2 separate regions of the Macaca mulatta genome follow, and region 2 is linked to region 1. The links are chromatin contacts, called in public Hi-C maps. All regions are on one chromosome and are shown on one strand. The core of a region is the stretch at or near the end of the contact, and the rest is flanking DNA. Distances in the headings are between cores, read along the strand shown. Region 1 overlaps CTNND1 (catenin delta 1). Region 2 holds the start of SELENOH (selenoprotein H).

What was found. A called contact is a pair of places that touch in the nucleus more often than the background predicts.
Region 2: a contact with region 1 is called in a Hi-C map of blood, with 3 times the contacts expected there. The contact joins the promoter of SELENOH here to the enhancer-like site in region 1. A contact is called at or near these places in 6 of 14 Hi-C or Micro-C datasets (CD4 T cells, blood, fetal cortex germinal zone and 2 more).

What each region holds. Positions count from the first base shown.
Region 1 is chr14:15,593,060-15,597,019 of T2T-MMU8v2.0, reverse strand. It overlaps CTNND1 (catenin delta 1), which reads left to right. Exons shown (of 19, transcript NM_001266516.1): 7 at 3,738-3,960. Among named protein-coding and RNA genes, the nearest start is that of CTNND1, 40 kb to the left of the region's middle. Within about 2 kb of position 1,864, at least 16 of the 40 cell types and tissues checked have an H3K27ac peak or open chromatin away from gene starts, as enhancers often do. A contact at or near this core is called in blood, where this site is marked.
Region 2 is chr14:15,653,390-15,656,954 of T2T-MMU8v2.0, reverse strand. It overlaps SELENOH (selenoprotein H), which reads left to right and starts at 1,822. Exons shown (of 4, transcript NM_001321341.1): 1 at 1,822-2,174; 2 at 2,264-2,409; 3 at 2,574-2,684; 4 at 3,316-3,558. The coding sequence starts at 2,053. The coding sequence ends at 2,674. TMX2 (thioredoxin related transmembrane protein 2) reads left to right here. Exons shown (of 8, transcript NM_001195759.1): 8 at 559-1,012. The coding sequence ends at 705.

The DNA.
Region 1 (3,960 bases), core at 615-3,114:
ATGGAATTCTTGCTCACTTCTTCTTGGGAATTTCTATTTAGCTTCTGGTTTGGTATTAAGAACAGAGTCAGTCGGGCATGGTGGTTCACACCTGTAATCCCAGCACTTTTGGAGGCTGAGGCGGGCAGATCACGAGGTCAGGAGATCAAGATCATCCTGGCTAACATAGTGAAACCCTGTCTCTACTAAAAATACAAAAATTAGCCGCGTGTGGTGGCTCGTGCCTGCAGTCCCAGCTACTCAGGAGGCTGAGGCAGGAGAATCACTTGAACCCGGGAGGCAGAGGCTGCAGTGAGCCAAGATGCCGCCACTGCACTCCAGCCTGGGCAACAGAGTGAGACTGTCTCAAAACAAAACAAAACAGAGTTGAAGGTTTTAGGAATACAGGACCAAAAGAGACAGTTAAGGATATATATAAGAACTTTCTTGTGGTGTTTTTAATCCCAAAGTTAAAAACAAACTTTGACCTCACAAGGGCCTTGACATTCTGTGCTTAGGGTCTTATTATTTGATTGTAAAGTGAAATTGTGGTGGCATCCTTGAGTGGGGGTTGGGGGGTACGTTAGCAACACTCTGAAAGGTCACTAAGCAGCTGCCTACTCTGACTTTACTACTTGTCCCTGGAGATTTCTTTGGTGATGTGAAAAAAGGAGTGATTGATGTTTGGACTGGTATATGGTTTGCCTTGTTGCCTTGAGAGAATGCTTTAGAATGGGGTCGACAGACCCCTGGAAAGGACCATGTAGAACTATTTTAGGCTTTGCAGGCCATGTATCATCTTTGTCATATGTTGTTGTTCTTTTTTTCAAACAATCTTTTAAAAATATAAAAAGCATTCTGGGGGTGTACAAAAACAGGTTTGGCCCATGGGCTGCCAATGCTGCTTCAGAATAAATTAGAAACAGTGTTTTCCACGCAAAGAGAAATGATAAGAAACAAGGGATGCCGGGCGCGGTGGCTCAAGCCTGTAATCCCAGCACTTTGGGAGGCCGAGGCGGGCGGATCACAAGGTCAGGAGATCGAGCCCACAGTGAAACCCCGTCTCTACTAAAAATACAAAAAATTAGCCGGGCACGGTGGCGGGCGCCTGTAGTCCCAGCTACTCAGGAGGCTGAGGCAGGAGAATGGCGGGAACCCGGGAGGCGGAGCTTGCAGTGAGCCGAGATCACGCCACTGCACTCCAGCCTGGGCAACAGCGTGAGACTCCGTCTCAAAAAAAAAAAAAAAAAAAAAAAGAAGGGATGATTTATGGTTGTCTTGATGGTAAGGATATCCTAGCAGCTGTTGCTGAATTTCTCTATATGGGGTCATGACCTTTTAAAGCAAATGCCTTGGTGCTAATTTTCTTCATATATTAGGTAGCTTTGGTTAAGAGTGAACAGGGCTGGGCCCAGGGGTAGAGGCCCCATTATCTAAGACTGAGTCACTCACCTTTCAGGTGTCTTGGATAGCTAATCCAACTCCCATGTGAGTCATTTTTATTCCTCCAGGAGCACCAGACCTCGGCTGGTGCAACCTAGAACAGTGGTAGATAACAGCCATCATTGAAGCAGTCTGTCCAGGGTGTTGGCTCTACTGCAAGTCTGCTTTTTCTGACTTCCTCATTAGTAAAGAGTGATTGGACCCAGATGGGTGTGGGTGGCCAGGTCATTCTCTGCCGTCCCTAGTTGTGCTAGTTCACATAGAGTTTTGGGCCGTTCTTGGGTTTGTTCCAGGGTAGCAATGGACTTGGAAACCTGCTTGACTAGCAAGAATATTTGCTGCTTCCTGTTCCAGGCTAGAAGAGTAATACGAGGTCAAACTTAAACAGTGAGGCAGTGATTAGTGGAAAAAGCACTGAACCCTGAGACCTTGGTTCTAGTTGTGCCTTTGCCACTAGCTAAGTAGCCTCAAGCAAGTCATTTGGTCTTCCTGGGCACAGCTTTGTTACTTGTAAAACAGAGGAAAGAATGCCCAATCCACTGCCTCTATATAGAAAAAGATATAAGATAGAGTTATTTGGAAATTTTGGTTATGGTAATTGTTCTTATAATTTTGTATATTAATAATAGAGGTTAAGCATGTTCAATACGGAGCCTGAAAAACCCAGAAAAGCATACCATCTATTAATAAAGAACCACTGTTAACATTTTGGTGCATATCCTTTGAGGTTTTTTTATTGTACATGTAACTGTATCCTATTTTCCCTCTACAAAAAGGGAATCTTAACATACTGCTCAATAGCCTACTTTTAAAACTTAGCTATCTAAGCTATTCATTTTGTTTCTGTGTTTGTTTGTTTGTTTGTTTTTTGAGATGGAGTCTTGCTCTGTTGCCCAGGCTGGAGCGCAGTGGTGCGATCTTGGCTCACTGCAACCTCCACCTCCTGGGTTCAAGTGATTCTCCTGCCTCAGCCTCCCAAGTAGCTGGGATTACAGGTGCCCACCACCACGCCCAGCTAATTTTTATATTTTTAGTAGAGATAGGGTTTTGCCATGTTGGCTATGCTGGTCTTGAACTTCTGACCTCAGGTAATCCGCCCACCTCAGCCTCCCAAAGTGCTGGGATTACAGATGTGAGCCACCACGCCTGGTCCTGTTTCCGTGTTATTTTAAGACCATCTTGGTCATGTTTTACTAAATACTTTGTCCATCTGAATCACTGTTGCATAGTTGATGTTGATACCTGTGAGGCAGCCCTTCTGCTCAGGGCAACTTTGAGTATTTGGTGACAGTGGGAGTGGTTTTGTAGAACAAACAACGGCTTATTTGGAGAGCTCCACACAATAGATTCTCCTCTCCTGTGGGAGCCAGAAGAGATGAGCTCACAGATAATGGGTTTCTTTCTTCCTGGTAGTTATGAATAAATAATAGTGTGACAGACTCACCCTCTAGTGGTTGTTGGTAGTACTGAAACAGGAAGAATTGTCTCCTGGTTTGATTTTTCTTACTTTCAATTGCTTTCTCTGTTCCTAGTGGCTGGGCTTCCCAAATGTGATGTTGGTGAATAGGCTCAATTTTGAAAGAACTGGAGGTACTGTCTTTAGAAATTGGAGGATGGAATCTTACCACTAACACATTTGTTGAGTAGCAGACATGACCTTGGGATGACTGTGAAAATTACTTTTCAAGTTTATACCTCATCAGTACCAAACCCAGATCCTCCTATAATGTAGCAGGAAGCCCTTTATTAGTTTTTCTCTATCAATCCATCTTTTATAATTTCCAAAATAGGATAAGGAGAAGCTTAAATATGAAATGCATTTAAAGGTCTTAACCCGCCAGTTGTTTCCTGTGTGTAAATGCCTAATTTCCTGTTTGGTTAAGGAACTGTTCTCAGACTTCTGTGGCATTGAGTCAGTTGCTTTGGTTAATTCTGCTTTTTGAGAGTTTATCCTGATCTCTACCTAGAAAAGTTAATAGCTGTCAGGTATCATTCAAGTAAATGATAAATAATAAGGATTTGGTTCTTTCTTTTTGATTAGCCTCTCCTGAATGCTTGTTACTTTCTAAGCCTGCAGACTTCAAAGAAAAAAGTGTAGTTTTAATTAAATTGTAGGTGCCTTTAAGATTATTACCTTTTATTTTTCCTAACCCATTGAGGAAAATTGATCAGTATATTATTCATGTAAAGGAGAGAGAAGATGAGCACACTGAAACTCCAGTTAATCCTGCTTTGCAGATGAGGGTAATGGGAATGTCCAGGAAGCTAGCCATAATGACTTGATGTATTCTCTTGGTTATTCCAAAACTTCTCAGGAGCTACGAAGACATGATTGGTGAGGAGGTGCCATCGGATCAATACTATTGGGCTCCTTTGGCCCAGCATGAGCGAGGAAGTTTAGCAAGCTTGGATAGCCTGCGCAAAGGAGGGCCCCCACCTCCTAATTGGAGACAGCCAGAGCTGCCAGAGGTGATCGCCATGCTTGGATTCCGCTTGGATGCTGTCAAGTCCAATGCAGCTGCATACCTGCAACACTTA
Region 2 (3,565 bases), core at 573-3,072, 60 kb before region 1:
TGGAGAAACCCCATCTCTACTAAAAATACAAAATTAGCCAAGTGTGCTGGCTTATGCCTGTAATCCCAGCTACTTAGGAAGCTGAGGCAGGAGAATCGCTTGAACCTGGGAGGCGGAGGTTGCAGTGAGCTGAGATTGCGCCATTGTGCTCCAGCCTGGGCAACAAGTGCGAAACTCCATCAGAAAAAAAAAAAAAAGATTTGGTCTCGAAGGCCCCTGCACATATTGTCTGTAGGTGTTAGGTTCCTTGTCAGTTAATTGGAGGTAATAACCCCTGGCTTACAGGATTGTTTTGCAGATTACATTAAATAATTTAGGTATATATAATTCTTGGCACAGTGAATAAATACCCATTGAATAGTTAAATACCCATTGGCACATAATGGGTATTTAACTATTAGTTGACTTTTCTGGGTACCTAAAAAAGAGGAAGGTTAGGGAAGATTTTTGTCCTTTGCTTACTCCTTCCTTTCCCAGACTGTGTAAAATGCCTTACTTCCCAGGCTCTTTACTCTCCCTTCCAACCCAGATCCTGATTTGTGCATCTCTTTTGTGCAGGAGAATGTGATCCGAGAATTTAACTTAAATGAGCTATACCAGCGGGCCAAGAAGCTATCAAAGGCTGGAGACAATATCCCCGAGGAGCAGCCTGTGGCTCCAACCCCCACCAGAGTGTCTGATGGGGAAAGCAAGAAGGACAAATAAGATCCTCACTTTGGCAGTGCTTCCTCTCCTGTCAATTCCAGGCTCCTTCCATAACCACAAGCCTGAGGCTACAGCCTTTTATTTATGTTTTCCGTTTGGCTGTGACTGGGTGGGGCGGCAGGGTGCTGCTTCTGATTTTACAGAGGCATCTAGGGAATTGTCAGGCACCCTACAAGAAGGCCTGCCATGCGGTGGCCAGCTGTTCACTGGAGCAAGAAAGAAAGAGATCTCCTATGATGGAGGGGAAATGGTTTTCCTCCAAGCTTGGGTCAGTGTGTTATCAACTATTCAGACATCTCCATGGTTTCTCTATGAAACTATGGTTTCATTATTCCTTCTTACTCGACCTGCAGAGCCTGGTTAGACCTAGATTTAACCCTAAGCTAGGATGCTGGGGTATAGAAAGCTAAGAATTTTCCCTCAAGGACTCTTGCTTCCTTAAGCCCTTCTGGCTTGGTTTATGGTCTTTACTAAAAGCATAAGCCTAACTTTGTCACTAGTCCTAAGGAGAAACCTTTAACCACAAAGTTTTTTTTATCATTGAAGACGATATTGAACAACCCCCTGTTTTGTGGGGATTGAGAAGGGGTGAATAGAGGCTTGAGACTTCCCTTTGTGTGATAGGACTTGGAGGAGAAATCCCTTGGACTTTCACTAACCCTCTGACCTACTCCCCACACCCAGTTGATGGTTTTCCACAATAAAAAGATTGGGATTTCCTTTTGATTGCACCTTTGTGTGTTCCTGTACTAGAAAAGCCTGGCAACTGCAGAGGAATTGCCCATCTTGACGTCAAAGGTCATCCTATTCGGTTTTACCAAAGGCCGGGCATTGATCCCCAGGATTGGCAAGAGTTGCAGAAGGCCAGTTTCCATAAGCCTAGAATAGGGGCCACTGTTAGGTGGTGGGTTTAGTTTGGGATTGGTTCGCAGTTGCCAGGGAGGAGAGTTTGGCGACGGATCGTTGCACACAACATGTAGCGCGACGCAAAGGTACAGAAAAGACGGCGCGTGAAGCGAGGCTTGCAATAGGACCCTTGTCTCCGCCCCTTCCTGCTGTGTTCACCATCCCAGCGTCCCCTGTCTCGTCGACCCGAAGCGATGGGTGGTTCCGTCAGGCGCTTCCCGCACCTCCCCTCTCCCTGCTTGCAAAGTGGTTGTGCCCCAAGGTCCGCCTCCAGGCCACGTGGGCGCTGCGGACCACGCTTTCCGTTCCTTGGGGAGAGGTTTCCGCTGTAGGAGGGTAGCTTCCGGGCTGCGGTCTTCGCTGCCCACTTCCAGCTCAGTGGTCGCGTCTTTGCACCCCACCCACCAGGCCTGCTGCATTCTCGGCCAGGTTCTAGGCGCCATGGCTCCCCGCGGTAGGAAGCGGAAGGCTGAGGCCGCGATGGTCGCCGCAGCCGAGAAGCAAGAGAAGCTGGCGAACAGCGGGGAGGGAATGGAGGAGACAACCGTTGTTATCGAGCATTGGTGAGGGGCCTGGAGAGTAACCGGGGAGAGGGAATAGTGGCGCGGCGGGGCCAGAGGCCCCGGTCTCTAACCTCCCCTTCTCTCCCTAGCACGAGCTGACGCGTCTATGGGCGCAACGCCGCGGCCCTGAGTCAGGCGCTGCGCCTGGAGGCCCCAGAGCTTCCAGTAAAGGTGAACCCGACCAAGCCCCGGAGGGGCAGCTTCGAGGTGACGCTGCTGCGCCCGGACGGCAGCAGTAAGTGGGGACGTGGGTGTGGGGGAGAGGGGCGGAGGGGAGAGGGACGTGGATTCCGAAGAGAGGAAGCGCTGTTCTCAGAAACCGCGGCAGTCTCATGACTTCAGAGACGTGCGGGTGGATTCCGAAGTATTGTAACTTCACTTCATTCTGTCCTTTCGCAGGTGCGGAGCTCTGGACTGGGATTAAGAAGGGGCCCCCACGCAAACTCAAATTCCCTGAGCCTCAAGAGGTGGTGGAAGAGTTGAAGAAGTACCTGTCGTAGGGAGATTTGGGTAGAAGTCCTCATGCTGAGGTTTGAAATGGGAAGTGGGGGGCGCGGCCGCTGTTGAGGAAGAGAAGGGATTAATCTTGGTGTGGCTACAAGTACCCACCTGGCGTGGGTAGCTCACGCCTGCAGTCCCAGCACTCTGGGAGATCGAGGCAGGAGTGAATGGCCAACATAGGGAGACCCCGTCTATTTGAGAAAAAAAAAAAAAAGACACAATACTGTTTTCTATCTAGTGTGCCCTAAGTGCAATTTGTCATTTGGAAGACTGTAGTTGACTGTTGCCCTGGGGGTATGGACAAGTTTTCCATTTGGAAGTTTATTTCATGCTACTTCATTTATGTTTATCGCTACACTCTTCTGTTTGGTTCTAGGGTGTTCTGTTACTGTCCCCTGTGTTAACACTGTACTACAATACCATCACATTTGGTTACAAGGATTTTGACCTTGTCTTTGTCCCTAGTGCTTCATACAGTGTTTTGGCATGTTCTGCACTTATGTTGAGTGAGATTTGGAGGAAGGATGCAATCCTTGAGCTCCAGGGTTTGTGAGTTCAAGGGTTGGAGAACCTGTCTTCCTCAGTCCTTATCATTGCCTGGATCCTTTCTCTAACCTTATTTTCCTTCTCATTTTTGCAGCTTTGTGTCCCTGGTGATGCTGGAACATTAATGATGGAACATGGCCAAACTTCAGTCATGTGCCTGAAGCCATGGTTTCTACCCCGCCAGAAATGATGGTTCAGTTGTGAGGCAACCCTCTAGTAAGGCATTGCAAAAGTTACTGGATTTGGTTTAATAAAAGTTGAAATAAAGTATTTGAGTAATAGAGTAAAACTTAATCTTAAGGGATGGACAAAGCCAGCCTTGTGGAGTTGGTAGTCCTTGTGTT